2 separate regions of the Mus musculus genome follow, and region 1 is linked to region 2. A link is a contact called in public Hi-C data. All regions are on one chromosome and are shown on one strand. Each heading gives the region's core, a stretch centred on a gene start, on an enhancer-like site or on the middle of the called end of the contact. The rest is flanking DNA. Distances are from core to core; before and after follow the strand shown.

Region 1 (6,404 bases), core at 2,299-4,798, 75 kb before region 2:
CTTGTTAGCAGTACTTTAAAAGTAACACCCCATTTTAAGTCTTTTTTTTCTAAAATTATTTTTAAGTGTGTGTGTGTGTGTGTGTGTGTGTGTGTGTGTGTGTGTGTGTGTAGGTACCCATAAGACCAGAGGAGTTGGAGCTTTGAGTACTTGTGAGCCACCTGATGTAGGTTCTGGGACGGAAACTCTGGTCTCTGGAGGAGCAGTGTGTGTCTGCTCTGAACTACTGAGCCTTCTCTCTAGCCCCTCAAGTCTCTTTTCTTAAGTACTACGTGTGAGCCTCCATATCCAATCAACAGCTGTAAATCTATAAGGAGAGCAGCTCATAGCGCATATTTCACAGTATCTTAGGTTTGGAAATTTGATCGAAAGGAAGGAAGGCTCAGACCTCTCAGGAGGAAGAGTTTGCTACTAACAAAAATGTATCCGAGCTTCTCTGCTGTAATTTATTATTAACAATTTACTAACCCTGTTTATCCAGTCTCAGAGGTAGCCCTTGAAGGTAAGAAACTTCTGATTTGACACTTTTTTTCTAAGAATTTTGTTTCATGACCTGAATTAAGAAAACTCAAAACAAACAAAACAAAAAATTAAGGGGAGATGATTTTTTTTTTCTCTTGAAAGTTGAAGAGAAATTCTCAGTTCTCATTTTCATACCTGGAACTTTCTAAGACAAACCGCAAAGCCTTATACTCAGCCTAAACCAGAGAACAAAGCCTAGTCCCCAGCAGCTGCAGGGGGAACCACGAAGGGCCCTGGAGACCCAGCACAGTGAGCGGCTCTGCCGGCTCCTGGTTAATACCTCGGGTCTGTTTTGAGAGAAGAGGCCGATGAACTGCTCGGAGCAAGGCTTGAACCCCTTCTGGATCAGCCCGGAGCCTATGCACTCAGCCAGTTCTGCCACCTGCAACAAAGGGAGGCAGAGGCGCCAGTTAGGAAAAAGCAACAATTCTTATTGTAAGAACCTTAAAAGCTCACTGGGTGACAATCTCACTGGGTGACAATCTCACTGGGTGACAATCTCACTGGGTGACAATCTCACTGGGTGACAATCTGGCGTCCTTTCCGCTGCCAGCAACAGAGCTATACAGAGAAGGAGACCTGCGCCTCCTTAAACAACTGCTTGCACAGCATAAGGTTTTACTCACCACAGCTCAGGCTTTGTTTAGGACCTGGCTCTAGGATTCCTTCTATAAAGCAAATTATTCCGGGTTTGCAGGTCACAGACATGGATACAGGGCTTCCTACATATGTGTTTCTATTTTAGTGTTACCAAGTGACAGAGGTCCTGTGTTCTTTGGGGTGGAGATTATTACCTGTTTGTAGTGCCTTGGAAGAATCAGGGTTTTATGCACCCTAGACAAGCATTCTAACACAGACCTTGTCCCCACTTCTTGACTTCTTCAACTGGTGCAGACCAACTGCAAACTCACCATCCTACCACTCCAGCTGCTTGGGATGACAGCTATCACCAGGCCTGGCTAGATCGTTCTTTTATCATTTATAAAAGACTAGAAAAGTGACCAAACACCTCAAAACCTGTCATTTGTATAAATATAGAAACAGCTTTTTAAAAAAACAAAACAAGACTAAGGTGGTTTTTTTTTTTTCTATTTGTTTGCTTCTTTGTGAGATACGGTTTCTCTGTGTAGCACTGGCTGTCCTGGAACTCTCTCTGTAGGCCAGGCTGGCCTCGAACACAGAGATCTACCTGCCTTCCTCCCAAGTGCTAGGATTAAAGATGTGTGTCACCAAGCCCAGCTAAGACTAAGTTTTTATTATTGGACTCTACAATTCCATTTTTGAGAATTTCTTTTTGGTAAATAATACAATATTTGGAGGAGATTTTTAGAGGTCTTATGCGCAAATATAAAAATTTCAAAAAAAAAATGACAAGAATACCCAAAAAGGACAGCTAGGTAGCTGGCAAATACTACAACTATGAGAACTGCACCAAGCTTAGGGTAATGATGGCAATCAGTAATGTGTAGATGAAAACCAACATTATGATACCCAAGGAAAAATAAGTCACAAAACTTAGGAATATATATCCGTAGCTACCCTCTTGTCCCTCCTCTTCATTAATTGCTTTGGAATGTAAAACTTAAACCCTGGAGTTCATTCCTCGCAACAGCACTTCTAACACATATCCACACCACCAGGAAACCAGGAAACCAGGAAACCAGGAAACCGCCTCTCCTTCCCAGCAATGCCATTGGTTTCGGTACAAGCTGCCATCCCAGCCCTACCTAAGGGAAGCAGTACTGTCACAGGCCAGGTGACCACAGAGTGGCAAAGCACCTTCTAGTCCTGACTAATGCACAGGTCTGGAAATTGAGACGTGTCTGAAACTGTTTGCTGGGCTTGCTGGAGCAATGCACATACACTTATGTTTCTAGAAAGGTGGTCCATTTTGCTCTTTAAGAAAAATGGCAAAGAGACTCTGACTTTCCTAAAAGTCAGTCTGGTTAGGTGAATAAAAAAGTAAATCAAGATAAAGATCTCCACAAAGCCAAAGCTGGCTTCAGTTAAAACCAGCTCTGTGCCCTCTGCCAAGCCTCCAAGGAGCCTCGGGCTGAGCTGTGCCAATCACTGGGCACCACCTTCAGAAAACCTCAGGGGTTCTCAATGTGCCTGGAGCACCAATCCACAACAGATACTTTCTTGTTTCTGGCCAACGAATCTATTAAAAATAATGCAGAGAGCTCTAGGGGAGGCTGTGGGGTCCTGTCACATACTGCCCTGTGCCCAACACAGCCTTGCTATAGAGTCTCCAGAAGCCACGGCCTTGGTGTTTGGAGGTGGTCTCGTTCTGTAGGCCAGATCTGGACTCTGCTTCAATATGTTTCTAATCAGCCAGGGACTCCGGAGGATCGTCTCGGCCCAGTTTCCCCAGTGCTGGGAGCACAGGTGTGAGCTAGCACTGACTGATGGAAAAAAACAGATAGAAACTGGTTTGGGCTTTGGTAAAGCCAAACAGGAAGGGAAATCCCTCTCTGGTCACGTGAGCTCCTGGCTCCTTCCACAGGCGAGGGATTACAAGCCCATCTCCCTTGTCTCTCTTGAGAGACAGACTACTACTACCCAAGCAAAGCACTGGGCACTCTGGTGTACTCTGAGGCAGGAAAAGGAAAACTACAGGGCCTCAGGCCAAGGAGCTAGGACAGGAGCTACTCCCAGGATGGGTTTGTGGCTCCAAAGGACATCTCCCGCCACATCCCACAGACAAGCCAGCTACTGAGAACACAGAGGGAGAAAGTCAGTTTGTGTTCATGGGTGTCACGGGATTACCTGGCCCCAGAACAAGCGTTCAGGGGAGGCTGGGGATAGAAAACCATTTCCTGGACAGCTGCGTAGGAAAAGGAAGGCAGCTAAGCTGCACTTGCAGCTGCGCCTGCCCATCCTGAGGTCAGGACGGAAAAGCAACGCCAGCTTTGATTCTCTGTGATCATAATGAAGAGAAAAGGGGACACCTTCCTGCTCTGAGATCCACTACTCACAAACTGTGACTTCAAGTCACAGCCACCGATGAGGAAGTGGCAAAGGGAGTGCCAAGTGCCAGCCCAGCCAGCAATCATTCACTAGTGTGCTGCTCCAATCTACAGAGGCAGTCTTGTGGTCTGAGTCTGAAATGGCTCCTGAGGGCTCATGTGTTTAAACCCTCAGCCCCTAGCCACTGGCAGAGCCTCGGGAAAAGGTAGAGATAGAGTCACAGGGCTTAGACTGGTCCTGCTTCGGACCCAGTGTGGCTTTCAGGACTACACACCCAGAAACCCGAGTCCAAACCAACCTCCCGTCCAGTTAGTAGCTTGCACTGAGATTTTGGTCACAGACAAGAGGAGAGCCATCGGAGTCAGGGGACTCACCTCTTTGTAGGAAATCCACTCATAGGGCTGGTTTGGCTTCCGAGAACCTAAACAAGGACCATTATCTACAAAGAAAGAAAAGACAGAGATGAGGCAAAAGATGGCCTTGACCTTTATCCTACTCCTGTATCACTTACTCCTTCCTCTCCTCATTCCTCAAGGTATCAGGAAGATTCTACTCTTCAGACTAGAAATGTTGAGTTCAGATTAAAAATGGTTCATTCCCCTGGAGTTTGAAGTGGGTTTTATGTTTGTTTGTTTATTTGTTGTTTCTTTTTCTTTCTTCTCTTTTAAAAAAATTTATTTGTTTATCTTATGAATATGAGTACACTGTAGCTGCCTTTAGACACATCAGAGGAGGGCACTGGATCCCATGTTTGTGAGCCACCATGTGGTTGCTGGGAATTGAACTCAGGACCTCTGAGCCACTCTTCAGCCCCCTTGTTCTGTTTCTTAAACAGAAGGAGGTGTGATGAATACAGGAGAAAGGCAAATATTAATGACTGGATTTTTTGTCGGTGGTTTTGGTTTGAGACCAGGCCTCTCTGTTATGTGGCTCTTGCTGGCCTAGAACTCACAGAGACCTACCTGCCTCTGCCTCAAGTGCTTGGGACTAAATGTGTGCGCCACCACACCCAGCTAACAGGATTTTTAAGAATGTTTAACGTGTGACTTTTTCTTTTATGCCAGTGGCTGACTGCAGAGATACTACTGTGGGTTTTTAGAGGAGGCAGCCAGCAGGATTTCTAAGGAACCTTCAAGCAATCACCTACAGGTCATGTGTTGGGGGAAGTGGGGGACATAGGTGCCACTGGACAGGCTTTTCAGAAGTGATGGAGTTGAGTAATGTAAGCAAGAGTTTCAGTAATTTTTAAAAACTGTTCCCAGGTACCACTAATGTACAGCGAGGTGCATCTTAAAAATACTAGGTTTAAGGGGGCTAGAGAGCTAGCTCAATGGTTAAAAACACTGGCTGCTCTTCCAGAAGACCTGGGTTCAGTTCCCAGCACCCACATGGTGACTCATATGTATCTCCAGTTCAAGTGAGTCTGATATCCTCCCTCTTCTGGCTTCTGTGGGTACTTTGTGTAAATGATACACAGGCAAAATGTGCTCATAAGATTAATTTAAAAATTTTAAAATTAGATTTAAAGAGCTGTTGGCTAACTTCTGCTACTGAGCAAACTTCTGACCGTCCATTCAAAATGCTGGGCTCTGCTCACCTATACTATTCCAATCCTGAGATAGATAGCCTACGAACAAAGTTTAAAGAATAAAGTTTAGGATTAAATGCTTCTTGAAGGAAAAAAAAAAAAACAAAAAACACTGACTTAGAAACGGCTGCCTTTAATCAATGCGTGTCAAGAAAGCGTAAGCTTCCCTCTGTGATCTATTGAGGACCACTCATTTTCCCATCAGACAGACATGTGACAACAGAGCAGGAGGTTGTCTGTCACAAGTACAGTGTAAGCCTGGATAAGCCCATTCTCTGCTTCCGGAGGAGAGGCTGAGGAGACATTCCCACACATGCCTTCATGTGGCTTGCTGCTGGCTGACTTGTTCTCCTCAGGAAGACTTACGGTCACAGATAAACAGACCTTGATCGCAACTTCAGAAAGTTCATGTATGAGCTGACAGACAAGGAAGTTGCTTCTCTTTACAGTCGGCGAATGAGTCTTTTATAGGAATATTTGTCTGAACACAATGGGCTCAATAATCAGACTGTACTACTGCCAGGCACTGAATGGCAGGTACTTCGAGTGCACACACACCACTTGCAGTGTATTATGGGGCAGAGCGCAAGCAATCTTCCTGACTGTAAGATTACAATTGTACTACCATGGATTTTCAGATCTATTTCTAAGATGGGCAATGGTGGTGCACGCCTTTAATCCCAGCATTTGGAAGGCAGAGGCAGGTGGATCTCTGAGTTTCAGGTCAGCCTGGTCTACTAGGAATGAGTTCCGGGACAATATATTGAGTACACAGTGTGGACAGGTCCTATGTCAGTGCTGCAGAGAGGGCAAAGACAGACCATGCCAGGCCAACAGCTCTGCGTGTGAAGGGGTTGTTGCAGAAGCAGAGGTTCGATGCTGAGAGGAAAAGGGGACGATGCCCCACTGGAGACAGGAGTGGAATGACAGACTAGAAAGTAAAGACATGAAACCAACAGGGTTAAAAGACCACTGAGTGGGGGGTGGCCAGGGCAGAATTATGATGCGGGGGAGTGTATGAAGATGTATAGGGGGACCGGCTTGAGGGCTGATTCAAGGTGTATGTGTGTGTGTGTGTGTGGGGGGGGGTGTCTGGAGAGAGGCCCAGTAAGTAACGGATGGTTCAGAGCCAATTAATCATTTTACTTTCAACTACAGGAAACACAAAGGCCAGCATACGTGACTCTCCAGTAAATAAAGGATGTATTGCCCCTATATCACTTTTGGCGACACAGAACATCTGGAACGTCCTATAAACTTTGAGATTGTTTCCGGACACATTACGGGAGATGGAACACCAACAGCACTGGGTATGTGAAACACT
Region 2 (6,680 bases), core at 1,875-4,374:
TACCTCAATCAGGATGATATCTTTCAGATATATCCATTTGCCTAAGAATTTCAGAAATTCCTTGTTTTTAATAACTGAGTAGTACTCCATTGTGTAAATGTTCCACATTTTCTGTATCCATTCCTCTGTTGAGAGACATCTGGGTTCTTTCCAGCTTCTGGCTATTATAAATAAGGCTTCTATGAACATAGTGGAGCATGTGTCCTTCTTACCAGTTGGAACATCTTCTGGGTATATGCCCAGGAGAGATATTGCTGGATCTTCCAGTAATACTATGTCCAATTTTCTGAGGAACCGCCAGACTGATTTCCAGAGTGGTTGTACAAGCTTGCAATCCCACCAGCAATGGAGGAGTGTTTCTCTTTCTCCACATCCTCGACAGCATCTGCTGTCACCTGAATTTTTGATCCTAGCCATTCTGATTGGTGTGAGGTAGAATCTCAGGGTTGTTTTGATTTGCATTTCCCTGATGATTAAGGATGTTGAACATTTTTCAAGTGCTTCTCAGCCCTTCAGTATTCCTCAGTTGAGAATTCTTTGTTTAGCTCTGTACCCCATTTTAATAGGGTTCATAGGTTACTTTTTTGTATAATGTTTCTCCTTCTCTTCCTCTCCATCCTCCTTTTCCTTCCCCTTCTAAGCTAATTCTAAGAAGAAGAAAGAGAGATGGCTAGCTAGCATAGTTTATGCCTCTCTTTCCATGACTGGGGCAGTGTGACATCTCTCCGTACTCTTAGCCCTGTTCCAGGTTTATAGGTCGGAGTCTTGTACTTGGATGTTCTGAAGTCCCTTTGGGATGCTAAGATTTACCCTAGAGAGTTTGTGAGCTCCCTGATGGACAAGCAAGATTTTGTTAGTTTGTGCCTACATGCTTTTCTATAGAAAGATGATCCTACAGGTTTTTAAAATGAGCCATTGTTCATGGTCTGAGATGATCTTAGCCAGTGGGAAGAGACTCGGAATGTTAAGCTATAATTTCAAGACTTAACAGCAAGTCACCTCCCAATTCTATTTTGATCTGGATTAGGTCTTTAACTCAGTTCTTATAAGAAACCTCTATCCCATTCTTAAGATAAACTTCCCATCCGGATCCTATAAAATGCCAAGTCAATGGACTGTGTACTGTATAACTCACACAATTCTATTTATATGAAGTTCTATGAAAACAGGCAAAACTGGACTATGTTGTTAGAGGCAAGGTTATTGCAGGGAATATAGATCAAATAAATAAAGTGTTGGATCTATGGGAATAGTCAGAGTGAATATGGAGTCATTTGTGTCTATGCCTAACAAGAAATAATGAATAAGGATGGTGAGTTCATGCAGATATGCCTGATATCCAAAACTATCCTAAAAGGCTTTGTCAGAAATATAATGTCACACAATGATCACTGAGGTGCAATCCAGATGATACTTCTTTAAACACCTGTTTAGCAGCTGCCTATTCAACCTTGGTCTGACACACCCCTTATTAATTGATTCTTCCCTCAAAGAAGGTTCAAAACAACTTATGTAATCTTTGTCATTTTGCCTTTAAGAAGTTGTCTCAGCCTCTTAGGCATACATACAATGTATTACGTCATATGCATTCTTATTACAATGCTATCCTCAAATATACTTAACTTCTAAAGACTCTCTGCTATACACTCTGACAGCTGTATGTATAAGAGATGCCTACCCTTCAGGGTTTCTGTGGGGTTTAGAGATGAGGAAAATCTCTTAACACTAAACTCAACCCCATTTTTGGCAGTGTCCAATGAGGGCAGAGCAAAGCCGGTGTGTTGATCTCTGTGCAGCTATGAGTGGCTGTATGATACAGTTCTAAACAATGAAATGTCTGCTGAGGATACTTATAAAGCAAACAGCCATGACCTGTGCCACTCTCTTGTGCCTTGAGTCTTTAAACTCACCCACATGACAACAGCCACCTCATGACCTAGACTAAGCATGAGGGAATCGCTAAGAAAATTCTTGAGACACTGTTGAGCTACTGAACGAAGGCTAGCATGCCCCTGTCGCTCTGCTCCTTGCTACTGTCAGATAAAGCCATGTAAATCACTTTTCTGATCAGAACACATTTTTTTTAACTGAAACTCGTTAACTTCTCATTATTATTATTATTATTATTGTAATTTTTACTACTACTACTATTATCAAACACAGCACAAGTTTTTGACAGTTTTACGTGGCCATTTCTATTTCCAACTGGCCAGTGATGAACTAAACATTAGGATCCACATGAGGACCAAGCTGTAAAGAATTCATGTAAATCTAAATCCAAGACTCATCCTGTTAAGTGTGATGGTATTTTCTTTCCTCTAGCATTTTTCAGACATTTACAGCTCTAGTTAGTATCTTCTGCTCAATCAATATCTGCCTTTAAAAACTCATGAGGATCGCTTCTTGGCCTTTTGGCGAATATCAAGTGTAAAAAGTCATGAGGTTAAATACACAGGCACACACCTTTAATCCCCACACTTAAGAAGCCGAGAGAGGCAGGGGGGATCTCAGAGAGTTTGAGGCCAGCTTAGTCTATGTAGTGAGCTTCAGGCCAGCCAGAGCTTCACAGTGAGTTCCTGTCTTCCCCACTCCACCCCCAAGAGTCATGAACCAGCTCCTCTTTGAAAAATTTAAGAACCAAAACTTCCATATAGCAGAGGTTTCCTGTATGTTCCTCCCCTTAACACCCGCCCATCCTGCCTCTCAGGAAGTCACTAGTATGTTTGAGGTGATACCTAAGGTCACATTCCTTTTAGGGAGCTTGGGACCATTTTGGTGGAAAGAAAGAAAGTGTCCACATATGGAAAATGGTCACCAAGTGTGTGTCATGCTCTGGTGAAGGGCTGGCTGAATGCACATCCCATGAGTTGAAGGCTTGGTTTCCATCTGGCGTGACTGTTGAAGGTTAATTACATCATAATACTCTCACTTCATCAATAGGTTAACCCAGTGATCAATTCATAACTGAATGGACTGTAAAGAGGTAAGGCATACTTGGGGGAAATAGGAGACCCTTTGAAAGGAGCCTTTTCTTTCCTGGATCCTTTCTCTCTCTTTCCTTCCTTTTGTCTCTGTCTCTAACCTGGCCACCATGAGATGAGCAAATCTGCTCAGCCATGGCCTCATAACTTCCTGCTTCAGCCCAGCTCAGAAACGGTGCAGCCAGCTGGCCATGAAGTGAAATCTCAGAGGCCCTGAGCCAAAATAAATTTCTCCTCTGATACAGTTTCTCTTGGATATTGTGATAATGAATCTTCACTGTCAACTTGATAGGATCTGGAACCACTGATGAGTTATGCCATTTGCCATGTCTGGCATTTCCAGAATGGATTAACTGGAGGAGGAGGGGGAGGCATACAGACTCACCCTTAGAATGAATGGCACTATTCCACAGGTGGCCCAGATTTAAAGGCACCTGCTGCCTCCTCCTCCTCCTTTCCCTCTTCTTCTTCTTCATCTTCCTTCTTCTCCTCCTCTCCCTCTTCCTTTTCTTTCTCCTCCTTCTTCTTTATGGAGCAATTTAATTAATTCAGTAATTAATTAAGTAATTACTTAACATACCAATTGGAGTTTTCCCTCCCTCCTCCCCAGATGTCTATTTTATTTCCCCTTCTTAATGAAATTCAAGTATCCTCCCTTGGGCCCTACCTGTTATCTAGCTGTAATTTATGGCTAATGTCCACTTATAAGTGAGTACATACCATGTTTGTCTTTCAGGGTCAGGGTTACCTCACTCAGGATGATATTTTCTAGTTCCATCCATTTACCTGAAGGTTTCACAATGCCCATCCTTATCAGACTCCAGCTTCTTCAGCCTCCCAACATAGAATGAATACCAGAGTCTCTTCCAGAAAACGTCCAGGTCTTCATTGTTGGGTTGAGATTTCTGAAGTACCCAGGCAGCCATCATTGGACTACCCAGCCTTTCTTGGGTAAGCTAATCTAATACATGTTCCTTTTATGATGTTTGTTCTATCAGTTTTGTTCCTCTAGAGAGTCCAGCTGAATACAAATATTTTTGTCAGAGTGACAAAAAGTCATTGTGTAACTTTATTTCCAACAACAAAGGGAGAACCTCTTGTCATTTATTTCCACCTGGCTCCTCCCACTTTGGGCTCCATAATGCCACTTAGTGGCCTAGAGAAGTCTTTCCTGGGTCCTCAGTCTTCTCCCAGCCTTACACCCTGAGCACAGCAGCCCTGTCTCCTGTGAGCATCCCTTATCTGTTCTGGATCATGTGATCTGCATTTGCCCCTTGCTCACTCTTTTCTCAATAGCTTGTTTTTCACATCGTGTTCTCCAGCCATGCGCACCCCTACGTGACAGTCCTAACCCTTGCCTTATCTCTTGACACAAGACTCTAGTTCAACTCTATCAGTTAGTTTTGACCTCAGTTTGAGTCCTCTTTTCCACTCACTCTGGACATTTTTGCCAAGGCTTCTAGTATGTACTTCTTTATTATAGTTATCGATCAAAACCCAAAATATCCAAACTCACTCCATCATATCCCCCAAACTAGCTTTCTTCCTCATTCTCGATTTCTGTTATGTTGTTATTCTCAAATTCCCCTAAATGTGTAATCTCTGGACTTTCCCTATTTTGGCTCTTTAATCAGTCACCATGTCTTGTAGTTTCTTTTTTACCCATCTACAGATCTATCCTGACTTCTCTCTCCTTAGTCTGAGAGTCCCAAGACATCTCATTAACTCTCTTTAAGAAATAGATTTTCTTCAGGCTGGCACTGTCACAGCAGTATCTCACACACTTAAGTAAAAGGCTTAAAGACTTTATCTCATTTAAACCTTTCAGCCTTGCAAGTTGGTGCCACCGCTAAGCACGTATTACCAAGAAGAAAACCAAATCTCAGCAAGTTTAAGTATAGTTTCTAGACTCACACAGAAACCATGAAGTAAGGCCACAAGGATAGATCTTGTCCAACTGCCAAGTCTGTCATGCTACTTATGACAAACTATAATAGTCTGGGTCAACATCCTCCAGGCTTACATGTCTATTATCCAGCACCTCGACTTTCCAGAGTGGTACCTTCTCAACTGCCCCACAACATTCTGTGAATTAGAGAAGCATCCGCTTTGGGGATCCCTTGCCTGGCATAGTCAGGCTTAGAAAGCATGTGTGACCAACAGGAGCCACTGGGATTCCTCTAACACCCTGACTTCTGTGCTCTGTTCATGGTATTTCCCACATAGGATATGTTTGAATTCCTTAATTCTCCAGTATAACTGCTCTTAAGTGCACCCCCGTTTATCAAAACCCTTTCCACATTACAACACATATTCGGTCACTCCCCTCTGCAATTCTGAGTCAATTTTTACAAACAATAGACAAGCCATATTACATATTATCCTGTTTTTACCGGTTCCCGGTAGACAGGTCTCCTGAGTTACTGACAAGCTCACTTACGTTTCCCCTGTTATTATCTTTCTGTTTTTAACCTCACAGCTCCTCACAAAGAGTCCAAGAGTGATCCACTTAGTCGTTGATGGGAACATTTAAATATTAGGCCAAGTTAGAGAGACAGAGAAAAGGAGCAAATTGAAAATTACTTTGTTTTATTTCAGCTGACAAATGATGTGCATGTGCTAAAAGTACCTAGGGATAGAACCGAGTCATGAGGGGAGACCAGGAAAAGAGACCGTATCAGTTTCTTATGGGAAAGGAGAAACAGACCTCTGTATTACTGAGATAATATCTCACAATTCTTTCTCTTAAGGAAGGGACAGCTCCAGGAGGTAAAGGCTGGCTAGAAACATTCCGGGACCATCAGTGTAAGAGACAACTCACAGTAAGTAAATACAAATTGATACAGAGGTACTGTGGGCTGGTGGAAATGAAGCCGTGAATCTGTATTCTCAAATCAGAGGACCTGAGTCTGGTTCCCAGGACCCATAGAACCTTCCATACCTTTGAGCACCAGGCATGCATGTGGTGCACAGATACAGAGCAGGCAAAAACCTCTCATACACATGAAGGAAAGGAAATCTAAAACAAACAAACAAACAAACAAATCCACACAAAAGAAAATAAGGAACACGTTGAAATAGAGGAGACACAGGTTACAAGAAAAAAAGGCGCGCTTGTGGGTGCTCTAAGCAGAGGAAGGGGAGTCTTGAGTTCAGGAGGCCAGTGAATTGGGTTACATAAAGCACTGCTAAACTGCAAATAAAGAAAATCAGATAACCATGTTGTTTAGAAAGAAACCTGATTGGTAAGAAATTAGAAAGAACTGAAAGCTAGGTAGAAATGTTTTGTTTGGGTTTCTTAGACTGAATCATACAAGAGAGCTCATTTTTAGAAATATATTCCTGTAACGCAGAGAGAGACAGAGACAGAGAGAGACACAGAGAGAGATAGAGACAGAGACAGAGACGAGACAGAGGGAGGGGAGGGGGAAGGGGAGGGGAGGGGGAGGGGGAAGGGGAGGGGGAAGGGGAGGGGACGGGGAGGGGGAAGGGGAGGGGGAGGGGGAGGGGGAAGGGGAGGGGGAGGGGGAAGGGGAGGGGGAGAGGGATCTGTTGACCATGGACAAGGAGCAAAAATAACTTGAAAGGGAGACAGTATTGTTGCCTTTCTTACCCAGCTGAGAAGATATCAGTTGTATTATGTCACCTGTAAAGGAAGATTACCAAATAAGAGCTGAGTGGGTCATCTCTAACACATTA

The links. Hi-C and Micro-C count contacts between places; a contact is called where the count stands out from the background.
Region 1: a Hi-C map of B cells shows a contact between it and region 2, with 1.5 times the contacts expected there. The contact joins two enhancer-like sites. A contact is called at or near these places in 1 of 15 datasets of contacts at CTCF or cohesin (the NIH/3T3 cell line), 2 of 484 Hi-C or Micro-C datasets (B cells and embryonic stem cells) and 1 of 9 other capture datasets (adipose tissue).

The regions. Positions count from the first base shown.
Region 1 is chr8:46,505,860-46,512,263 of GRCm38.p6, reverse strand. It overlaps Acsl1 (acyl-CoA synthetase long-chain family member 1), which reads right to left. Exons shown (of 21, transcript NM_007981.4): 4 at 3,867-3,931; 5 at 803-904. Among named protein-coding and RNA genes, the nearest start is that of Gm31050, 38 kb to the right of the region's middle. Within about 2 kb of position 3,548, at least 80 of the 459 cell types and tissues checked have an H3K27ac peak or open chromatin away from gene starts, as enhancers often do. A contact at or near this core is called in B cells, where this site is marked.
Region 2 is chr8:46,430,370-46,437,049 of GRCm38.p6, reverse strand. No RefSeq gene overlaps it. Among named protein-coding and RNA genes, the nearest start is that of Acsl1, 37 kb to the left of the region's middle. Within about 2 kb of position 3,124, at least 13 of the 459 cell types and tissues checked have an H3K27ac peak or open chromatin away from gene starts, as enhancers often do. A contact at or near this core is called in B cells, where this site is marked.